2 separate regions of the Arachis hypogaea genome follow, and region 1 is linked to region 2. A link is a contact called in public Hi-C data. All regions are on one chromosome and are shown on one strand. The core of a region is the stretch at or near the end of the contact, and the rest is flanking DNA. Distances in the headings are between cores, read along the strand shown. Region 1 has its middle 12 kb from the start of LOC112706158. Region 2 holds the start of LOC112708333.

What was found. A called contact is a pair of places that touch in the nucleus more often than the background predicts.
Region 1: a Hi-C map of leaf shows a contact between it and region 2, with 2.5 times the contacts expected there. The contact joins the enhancer-like site here to the promoter of LOC112708333 in region 2. A contact is called at or near these places in 5 of 8 Hi-C or Micro-C datasets (leaf and an unstated tissue).

What each region holds. Positions count from the first base shown.
Region 1 is chr8:12,689,597-12,695,765 of arahy.Tifrunner.gnm2.J5K5, forward strand. No RefSeq gene overlaps it. Among protein-coding and RNA genes, the nearest start is that of LOC112706158, 12 kb to the left of the region's middle. Within about 2 kb of position 2,710, at least 3 of the 3 cell types and tissues checked have open chromatin away from gene starts, as enhancers often do.
Region 2 is chr8:12,651,249-12,656,972 of arahy.Tifrunner.gnm2.J5K5, forward strand. LOC112708333 reads right to left here and starts at 3,452. Exons shown (of 5, transcript XM_025760507.3): 1 at 3,360-3,452; 2 at 3,087-3,273; 3 at 2,008-2,214; 4 at 753-944; 5 at 285-665. The coding sequence starts at 3,442. The coding sequence ends at 504.

The DNA of each region.
Region 1 (6,169 bases), core at 1,460-3,959, 38 kb after region 2:
AGTTTTTAATTATTATCCGTTAAATTTTATTGAACACATAATTGGATATTTCATATTATCGGTCACTAAACCTTGTCCATTCTTACAAATGCCAAAAGAAAGAGACGCCATCTTACTAATGATGATCGATGTTTCCATGTAGAAACGATGCTGAATCCACTCTCCATGTCATTCGAGATTGATTTTTTGCGAAAAACATATGGCAAAACCTCATGATTGATGATCAATTTCGCCAGTTTCTGAGTTTAGATATGATGAACCATCTCATCTTTGGTTTTACCACAACAAGCTCATTTTTTAAGATAGGTTGATTTCTTCCGCTACAGCTTTTATCCAGATTAAGACTATGCATGAGGAATATTTACATGAATGTGCATTGGAGGCAGAAGCATAATACTCCAACTTCAAATATTCTTAATCGTTGGCTCCCTCCTCATGAGAATGAAATTAAGCTAAATGTTGATGGCTCTTTTTTCTTTGACTAGAATAGTGCGACGTGCGGTGGAGTTTTTAGAGATCACTTGAAAAGGTATATCATTGGTTTTGCTTCTAACTTGGGCAGTCGTATTATGCAGGTGGAATTGTGGGAGATTGTGCGCAGTCTCCCGATTGCTGTGGCAAACAATTTCAACCGAGTTGTTATTGAAACAGACTCATCCTTGTGCACCGATTCTTGCTGATATCAACACTCATGTCTAACGACTTAATGTCTCCGGATGATCACATACTCTTATAGAGACAAATTATGTTGTAGATACGCTTGCTAAAAAGAGACAGACCCTTTTCTTTTAACCTACACATTTTTTATGTGCCTCCTTCCGATATTAACTTAGCTTTAGATTTAGACTGTTTTGACTTTTTGCGTCCTAAAAGTTCTTAATCTGGGTGGTTATTTCTTGTTTTTCTTCCTTGCTTGCGGTCTTTGTGTTAGATTTTTTCTCTCTTTTTGAGGCCCAAGTCCAAATTTTTGGGGATGTATTCTTGCACCCTAGTGTTACAATTTTAATATATATTTTGCAGTTATTGAGAGGTAGAGAGTGTAGCCACCAAAGAGAGAAAGAAGAGGAAAAACATAATTCTCGTTTTTATGTAAAGCAGTAAATTTCAAATGGCAGTTTCTCATTTTTTCACCGTTGGATTAGATTAAAATTTAAACTGCGTGTTTCTATCATCTTGTTCTTCATTTTGGTTGGTGGAGATGTTGATTGGATATTTTCAGTGAGAGAAATTGGCTTAGCAAGAGAGAAATTAGGTTTCCCATTTTTACACAGAGTAGCAATCTTTGAATGGCAGTTTCTCATTTTTACATCGTTGGATTGACGTGAAATTTGAACTGTAGATTCTTCACATTCTGTTCTTCATTCTGAATGGTGGAGATGTTATTTGGAGATATGCAAAGAGAGAAATTGGCTTCGACAGCAGCTTTGTTTTTTAGGTATTTTTCATCTTCTTGCTTCTTATATTTAAGCTTTGGTACTTTGATGATTTGGCTGGCTATATGCACGTTTTTGTGTTATGTTTGAGACTCTCTTGTACTTCATTTGATTATAGTGGAGCTATTTCGTTGGTATGGACGACCTGTAGTTTTTACCTTTCACATTGAGAGAATTTTTCACGTTAAAATTTCGGTGTGTTCTTGTTATTGTTTTGCTTGCTATATTTGCTTGTTATAATTGCTGCCATATTATATTGTGAGTGCTTTCATATTGTTCTTGTGTTAAATATTTGTGTTATTTTAGGCTCTTTCACTTTAACCCCTAACTCATTAAGAAAAAAAAAACCCTTGTCCATATAACAAGTCCATTCTTTTCTCTTCAAATATAAGAGTATAACCACTTGTTTTTCAACAGATCGTATGAAAGATATAAACACTTTATTATAAGTGATGATGTTCCTAAAAAAACACACACTGATTACTAGCTATAGGTTTTAATATTTCCCCCCCTTTACTATACATTTCACACCACTGATTATTTTAACGAAAACACTCAATCCTCTTATCTCTTTATTCTCTTGTAAATTGCTATCTTCTTATCCTTATGACTTTAATCTTCTTTTATCAATCAATGAAGCGGGGCCAACTGCATTTATAGTCCAATTCAAAGATAGGATGTCATTAACAGGGTGAAAAGATCCTCAGCGAGGATTTGTTTTTGTTCAACCAAAAAAGAGAACTAAAAAAAGAATTTGGATCCTCTAAATTTTAAATTTTTATTTGAGAAAATAATATGTGATCTCTCATCCTTAAATAATTTTTCTCTCATATTTTCTCTCGATTCTACCTATGAAATAAATGATTAGAGTCATACTTTATCCTTTAAAGTAAAATTTAAAATTTAGAGAATCCAAATAAAAAAAATAAAAAAAATGCAACATGCAAGCCCTCATATCATGTCCTAGTCTAAATGTCTAATACAATACAATATATAGTCTGGTGCCTTCCTGCGATGTATATTGCTGATAATGACTAAAGGCAATTAAAATGGAGAAAAAGAACCAAATTATTTATTGTTAGAATAAGATAAACAACATTTAAATTATTTACAGACCTTTAAATGTTTATTTAAACCTTCCACACTTATTTAAGTGGACTAGTAAATTTACCATCCAAGGTGATTTGTTCTTGAAGTTATTATCATATTATGAGCTCCACATAAGCTAAGGCCTAAGCTTCGTTCAACCCTTTTTTTGGGTCATAGTACAGGGAAAACCTCCTCCTACTAACTCAAGCGAGTTTTTCTAGAGATTGGATTAGGCTTAGGCCATTTTCAGCCCAAGACAATACTGTAAAAATCTGTTGGCGGGCCCAAAAAAGAAACACTGGAAGCATGGCCTAGACAAAAAAGAAAATAACACACAAAAAGTTTGACTCCCTCAAAGCTTTTCCTTACTTTCCGAAAAGCCCATCAGTTTGGGGTCATCACTGATTCAATATATCCTGAATGGAACCAAAAGAAAAGCCCATGGATCTGAAGTTTTATTGATTATGAGACCTTTAGTTTTGAAAGACCAATTTTTTTTTTTTTAAAAAGAAAGAGTCTCCTAGTCAAGACTAGGAAAACATCCCATCCAAAAAAAAAAAGAATGAAAAACATAAATTAAAAACAAAAGAAGAGTGAGACGGTGAGACCCCCCACTCCCCTAGTGACTAGGGATGTATATCGGCCGGATGAAACTGTCCTAATTTAAATTCGACTTTAAATATACACTAAATCTATTTGTTAGACCGTAATTCGACCATAGACTTGATAAAAACGAAATATTTTTGGACCACAATTATATCGGGTGAAAACCGGGCCTTTAAAGAAACTTAATTATGATACACTTATTTATAAAGAAGAAACTTGTTATCGAGTTGATATCCATATTTGAACTTGAATTTGTCCATAAATTCTAATTTGATGATTCTTTGATCTATTTTCTAATTCAATAAGTGTGATTAAAAAAAAATAACAAGCTTATAATTAATATAACATAATATTAAAATTAATTTAAAATATATATACCTTTTTTAGTTCCCTTAAGGTGCACATGGGTCGGGTGAATTTGAGTTCGTCTTGACCGAATCCAGCCCTAAATAATGATCAGGTCTATTTTTCAGACCTGAACTCGGCTGAAACCACACCAAATCAGCCCCTAAAATATTCAGATCCGCACCATGTCTTCGGACCGGATCGAGCCATGTACACCCCTACTAATGACTAGTGCATGCGAATGCAGTTTTTTTTTCATTGGCAAGTTTCTGTACTATGCTATACTATATACTATCTTCATTTAAATATTTTTTATTTTAAAATTCTCATACATTTATATTTTTTTTGGTGTCTGATATGTTTATAATTTAATAGAGTACATGAATTATATCTAAAATTATTTCAATTTCTAGTATACCAAAATTTTAAAATGGAATAATGCTCTTTGATTTATTGTCTATTAGACCTAAAGAAGTTAAATAATTGATGCATTGAAAATTGTTCTCCAGACAAAAACATAAAAGAAAAAAAGGCAAAAAATTGTTGTTTTATTAAGAGATTTTTTAAAAATAGAAATAAAACAAAAAACTAGCCGATTTTTTTCTCTTCGTACTGTGTAGTCTCTAACATTTTTTTAGTATCCCAATCGGCAAAATGACCGAAGATGAAACTCCAACTAAACAAGAAATAACAAATCAGGAGCGAGACTTACTTCAACGAAGTGTTAAGAATGTGTGGAAAGATGAAGAAGGTTTCTTGGATACCACTACTCTGGTGCCAAGAATTGAGGAATGGATGCAAGGAAATGAAAAAGAAGTTGGCAAACAAGACTGACATTGATAACGGGAGTGGCAAAAATGAAGGAGAAGGCCACAATAGGACCTACGCTGACATGGTGACTGGCAGAACTGAATGAGAAAATCGGAATCAGACTTATGCTAATATGGTGACCGGTGAAGCGCTAGAGTCGGAAGATGAAACCCTAGATTCCGAAGAGGAGGAGAAGGACAAGAAAGCTGTACTTGAAATAGGAAATATGGATAATGAAATAGAGGAGCAGAAAAAAGAAAATAGTAAAGCAGAAATTACAGTAGAAGATATGGGTCAGGGGCTATTCAACATAGTTATAAATGAGGAAGCCAACAGGAACTATGAAAAACATTGTGGAGACCCAAATTGTTAAACTCATAGGAAGGAAAATCGGTTATACAGTGATCAAGAGGAGGATTGAAAATCTGTGGAAAAAGTTGCCTGAGCTCGATTTTATAAACCTTAGGAATGAATTTTACTGAGTCAAGTTTTATTCTCAAGAAGACTTGGATTTTTCTCTTTTAAAAAGACCATGGAAGATATATGATCACTACTTAGCGATAAGGCTTTGGGAACCCAATTTCAACCCTCTCCTAACCACCGTTGATAAGATCACAACATAGATAAAACTTTCAGGACTACCTATAGAGCTCTACAATGAAAAAATTCTTAGGAAGATTGGAGGCCAAATAGGAAGAATATGTGTAAACTCCGATAAATTAGAAGATAATTAGTCAATAAATTAGTTTTTAATAAGAAAAATTAGAAATACGAATATTATATCAAATTAAGATAGAGCTCATCGAAAAGAGAATTTTGACATTAATTTCGAAGAAATCGGTCTCAGATTGAACCGAACGGACCGAACCGGTTGAACCGGGCCCAAACTGAGCCGTGGGCCCAACCGCAGCAGCCTTTTAAGTAAATCCACGTCCTTCTCCCCACTCTGGCAGGGTCGAAGAACATCAGGGGAGAGGAAAGAAAGGACGCCAAACCCTTACGTTAACTTCCAACTCCCGTAATTTTTCCGTCCGAGCTCCGATCGCCGTCCCGTTTGCAGTCACGCGTTCACCGCGTCGAGCTCTACGTTTCTATCGGAACAATTTCATAGGTAATTTGTTATTTCACCCTCAGCCTCCTCTTCCCCCAATTTTCGAATTTTGAGTAGAAATGTTGAATTTCTTTTATTTTTGATGTTTTAGGATCCAATTAGCTTGAGGAGAACATTCATTTTTGCTTATGTGAAGCTTGGGTAAGATGAGGATACGATAATTCTATTTTAATTTCATTGAATTTGAGCTTTGAGTATTAAATTGGATATATATGTGTTATAAATGTGTATTAGGTTGAAAAATAAATAATTGGAACTTGAAATTGTGAATATTGAAACTTGGAGAAAGCTGAGCTTAGAGTTTGTTGAATTTTGAGGGGCTGCCTTGATTTTGAATAAATTGCTTTGGTTGTTACGTGAAAATTGGCTAAGGTATGGTTTAGGTTTCTTGCATTTAATATATAATGTTCTGTGAAAACTTAGGCTAGATGACTATAGGATAAGTTGGAATGCAGGTGTATGTTTATTGTTTATTAATTTGTTGTTGAATATACTTGGTTGGTGTTTGTGGATAATTAGTAATTGATTATGGATGGTGGTTGTTGTTATGTTGATTTGGAAGGTAACATGGTTGAATGTTGTTATTAATGATTAAGTTTGGTTAGTGCTTGTTGGATAGCTGGTAATTTAAATATGTGGTGGAGATTATTATTGATGTTGATATTGGTAAGAAATGTGGTTGATTGGTTGTTTACACGCTTAAAAGAACCTTGAATGGAAGCTTGAAGGAATTCTTAAGAAATGAAATTGTTTAGTGTTATTGAAAGGTAGTTGA
Region 2 (5,724 bases), core at 2,202-4,701:
TATATGGCAGACGAGATATATAATAAAATATATTAACATAAATTTATCCATACATATATTTAAGTGTAAATTTAGTATTCATTTTATTTATTTAAAAAAATCCAAAGTCCACGTCAAGTTACAACAGGAACCAGGTCGAGGTAGTCTGTTTGGTTGTGGGTGTTTATCGGGGGTCTTTCGACCTAACCTAGTCCAAATCCTTTCCAAAAAATAAAACCTCATAGATTTTAGTGGAACTGAAGCCCACCAAATTCTGATATGGCGGAGATCATTTTTGATTGATTACATACATAAAATGCTAGTTTTCATATACAAAAAAAAAAAAATGCTAGTTTTCATTATTTAATAATCATACAATTACACACAAGAATTTATGCTCGTTGAAGCATGCAGCTAAATAGATATGAAAGAAAAAAGATCAACTAATATTGATACCTCCACATACAAGAATGGACAAACACATTTTGCAATTGGAAAGCTAGAAATTAAAAATAAGAAATGATCTATGATTTAATGAATTGCCTTGGACACATGGTCTTTTGAGGGATAAAGAAATCAATAACATGCTCCTTCCACTTGTTGTCATCGAGATAAATCTCATAAAAACTCACTTCCCCACTTGATCTGATGCTTAAGGCAGCGCTACTCCTAGTACCATATAAACCCTACACAATATGATGATTTCATTGGAAACTTACCAAGTCAAAGTCAACTAAAAATTATTTGCTTTTGAAAGATTAATTTATTATTACCAGTGGAGTATCTACTTCAACAAAGATGGAGCTAAGATTGTATTCCCACTCAAGAGAGCATATGTGAGGTAGTACACTTTTCTCTGCTTTCACTCTGTCCTTCATCACATTTTCAATTACCTCCTTTGCAGGTATTTCTTCTTTACCATATTTTGCTATTTCTTTTTTGAAATTCGATTCAAGTCGCTTAGCCTGGAAAAAAATATATATATATTACTGTGTTTTTTTGTGTTTGTGTAATTTGATGAAAATATTTTTTGGAAACTAAATAATTTCTTAGAATTATATCGGTGTAATTTTTTTTCCAAAGTTAGAAGAAAGATTCGAACCCAAAATTTCTAAGTGAGAATTATAATTCATTGATTTGAACCGTCTTGCATGCAGGGACAGACTTAGAGGGGGCAAGTAGTGACCTCGCCCCCTTCAAAATTTTTAAAAACTATATTTATATATGGATATGTATTTAAAAAAATAAAAAATATTATATAATTTAGTATTTTCATATGTATTATTTTTTATTATGTGATAGATTTATGTCTTAATTGTTTAATTCACTAATAACTTTAACTTAACTAATTTAATATCATACCCTCAAGTCATTGTAATTTTCAAATTAGTTTTTATATAATAATCTTTATATTTATTTAAAAAAATTATTTGTTTATTTTATATTAACATATTTAAAATTTATATTATTATTATATTAATAATAACTTACGTAGTTATATTTTGGTAATCATATTATGTACTTTAGATATTTTTTTCTTATAAAAAATATTTATTTTTCTTCTAAATTTATGTTGTTAAAAGAAAAACTTTTATAAAAATATCTTATATCTTGTATTCTATAAAGGTATTGTGTCTTTCAAATAATTAATAATTTATCATTTATTTTTAAATTTTTAAAATTTTTTAAAATAATTAATTTTAATTAATAAGATATATGATTATTTTTAACTAAACACGCTATAAATTATTGGTACTTTATAATTTTATAATGTATTATTAATATTGTTATATTTTTTATATAACTATCATATTAAAAATAAAATTTTGAAAAAAATTTATAATTATATATATATATATATATATTGATAAATTTTTTGAAAAACTAACTCTAATAACTATATGTTAATTATTTTTATCAAATAAAAAAATTATTTAAAATTTGCCCCTCCACACTAAACTTTCTGGATCCCTCCCTGCTTGCATGTAATGATTAAATTAAGCACCGGCTATATAATATACCACTAACCTTATGCCATGGTGAGTCTAATTTGTCGTTTGAGAGAACATGGAGGCCTGAAGGAACCTCTTGAATGGTTATGGGCTGTCCTTTGGGCCTATTTGAGATGTACATCATTGATTTGGTGCTAATATCAGCCACAATCAAGTTGAACCCATTGTAATAGTGAGCCTCTCTTTTCAGGCTTTCTGCAAATTCCTGTGGATGCTTTCCACTCTGCTAAAAATTAAATTGTTCATTGACAAAAAAAAAAAAAAACTTCATTGATAAAAACGTGGATGCAGGTGATTAATTAGTTTCCATAATTAAAAAAATTTAATTACTTTAGTTGTTTTTATAGTTTTATTATATTTATAATTAGATTCTTTTTTTTCTTTTAATTAGTCCTTATATTACTTTTAATTTTTTAATTAGGTTCTTATCTATATAAAACATGTTAAAGTTAACAAAATATTTTTTTGTAAATTAGAAGTACCCACAATTAAAAACCTAACTAGATCTTTAACTATTTTTTAAAAGAAATATTCTATTAATTTAAATATTTTTGACATAAAAATAATTTAATTATAAAATTAAAAATAATATAAAAATTCAATTAAAAAAATATAAAAATTTAATTATAAATTTAATAAAACTATAGAAACTAATAAAATAACTAAACAATTAAGTAATAATATGCTAGGAGTCAATAAACAACAAACTTACCATTACTTAAAATACAAAACAATAACAAAATGATTATTATTACATGCACAACTGAAAAATATTATTATTAGCGAATGTCTAAGTATCAAAATTTCATTTAAAAAATAAAGAGACAATAGCTTTGCAATATTCAATCTCTATAAATCATATATAAATTTTATGAACAAATATAGGAAACCCAATTTTAACTAACCTAGCCAATTTTTTTACTTCTTTGTAAAATTATATCTTTAGCCATCAATTTTTTCTAAAAGATTTAAAATTAAAACTTAAAGTTTAAAAGATAAATTTAAAATTTATAATCTAAAAATAAAAATTAAAATAAAATAGTTTTATAATATATATACATGTGCGTGCGCATGCGTGTATACATGAGTCTTCACCTTTAGAAATAGGAGGGGTAACTCTCCTCTGCTTTTGGCTTCAGGGAGGGTATGGAGTTCCAAAACATTGGTAAGAAAAGCTACTCTTCCTTCTCTTGAACAAGCCAACCATGTCCCCATTGCTATCTCGTCTCTTCCTCCAACAATATCATCACAATCTTCCCACCATGACACTGCCTTTGTAGGCCTTCATCACATTCATATATCCATAAGTAAAACAATATATAATATATGCAATTCCATAAAAGAAGAAACCAAATTAATTAAACTTGCCTATTATGGTACTCATCTCTGTTGCTCAAAAGAAAAAATGGGTAGAGTGGATGTGCTTGCCAAAGAAACAAAGCTATACACATTGTTCTGTGATGAATATTCTTTATAGAATCAAGACATAACAATTTACATCGCTTGCCACGTATATATATAGAGCATCACATTCAACTAATTTTCCATGCACATATTCAATTCTTAATTATTACATCAAGTTGGCAAAAAATTTCATCCATTATTAAAAAGCTAATAATAAGTAGCTAAATTGAACGCAGCATTGTTACACTTGCACAACTTCGGACACAAGCATTTATGATCGAGGTTGAGTAGAACAAAGAACTATATATATATATATATATATATATATTCATTAGTCGGGTTACATCTTCTCCTTCTTCAACTGCATCCTAGCTATAGCTCCTAGCCGCAGAACTATATATGGGGGTTAGTTGTTGAGAATTTTTACTACTAAAGATGTTTATTATTCAATTTAGTTGCGATGAAAGTGTAAAGTTTATGTGATTCCTTTATTTTTAATTTTGGTATATCACAAATGTTCTTTAGTGCAACCCAAAAAAAATTGTACTAAATTTACTTATCTTATTACTCCAAATATCAAATATGGTGGCTCATTTATAGGGCTAGCAGAATATCAAATCAGAGAATTAGGAGAGAAGAACTGTCCAAATTATTGTTTCTTTAAATACGACATACCCCTTCAGCTACCAAAGGGTTCCAAATTGCCACATTCGGAAAATCTGTGCACCTTTTATGGGATCTTAATACACTCCTTTCATATCAACAATGCATTATGTTTATAATTTCTGTGGCAACAATCATCAATACTCTTAACAACATAGAAAAGCAAGGCAAAGGAGATAGCACCAAATTAAAGTAGTTTTGTTTGTACTAGGGTTACTACCATGCTACAATAGCTACATGTAACTTTATGTTATCCACTTTATGGCCTATAGGCTGTGGTACAACTCTAGAATATCGTCTTTTTCTTTTTCAATTTTTGCTTCATTTTCACCGAAAAGCAACTTTTATCAATTAATGCAATATATATAGCTTAGAAAATGGTCAAAAGAAAAATTATCATAAAAATAAGAGAAAATTCCACTCTTCTCGCCTAAGAGATGTTAAAATAATACTTTTTTTCTCTTTTATTTATAAAATATACATTCTCCTCTTTTATAACTTTTAAAAAACTTCTTCTTTAATTCATTTTAAATTTATTGAATTAACTAATATTAATTTTATCTATTTTTTTAAAAAAAATTATTTTTTACAAAAATATTATTTAACAAAAATTTTACTTTTTTTATTAAATTTTGCTTACCAAAATATCTTTTAATTAATAAGTTTTTTTTGTTAATTAAATTATATTTTTATTAAAATATTTTTTAAAATAATTTAATAATTAAATTATTATTTTCTAAGATACCCTTCAATAATTTTTTAATTATTAAATTGTGATTTTACCAAAAATTTCGTTAACAATTATTTTTATATTTTACTATTAATTTTCTGATATCAATATATATTATTTTAACATTAAATAAAAAAATCTTGCCACTATTAATATGTATAACAATTAATATATATTGATATCTGAAAATAATCTTACTAAGATTTTTTTTTATTTAATGTTAAAATAATATATATTGATATCGAAAAATTAGTAATAAAATATAACTATAATTGTTAATAAAATTTTGATAAAATCATAATTTAATAATTAAAAAATTATTGAAGGATATCTTAGAAAAAATAATTTATTAAAAGATATTTTGGTGAGTAAAATTTAATGACAACGAAATAAAATTTTTGGTAAAGAGTATTTTTGTAAAAAATAAATTAATTTTTTTAAAAAATAAATAAAGTTAACATTAATTAATACAAAAATAAAATTTAAAATAAATTAAAGATGAGATTTTTTGAAAGTTATACAAAAAAATATATATTTTTTACAAATAAAAAAAAAGAAAATATTATTTTAACATCTCTAAAAAATGGGTAAAATTTTCTCAAAAAAAGAACTAGTAGGGTACATGCATATGTAGTTGGGAAAATATTGGTGATATGGCAAAACTATGACTATCAATATATTATTGGGAAAATGGTGGGTGTCAAAATTTCCTTTCTAGTTATATTACTTGGCATGGTCATCTTAATCACTTTATAAAATTTATGATTCTGTTTCATCTCATCTAATTTTTTAAAAAATATGAAAAAAAAAAAAGACGAGAATGAATTCTTGACTTAACTAAGAGATATAAATATAATCCAATACAATTGGTACTTTATAAATATAATCCAATACAGAAGATATTGGCGACACAAAATTAAAAGCAGTTAACGTGGG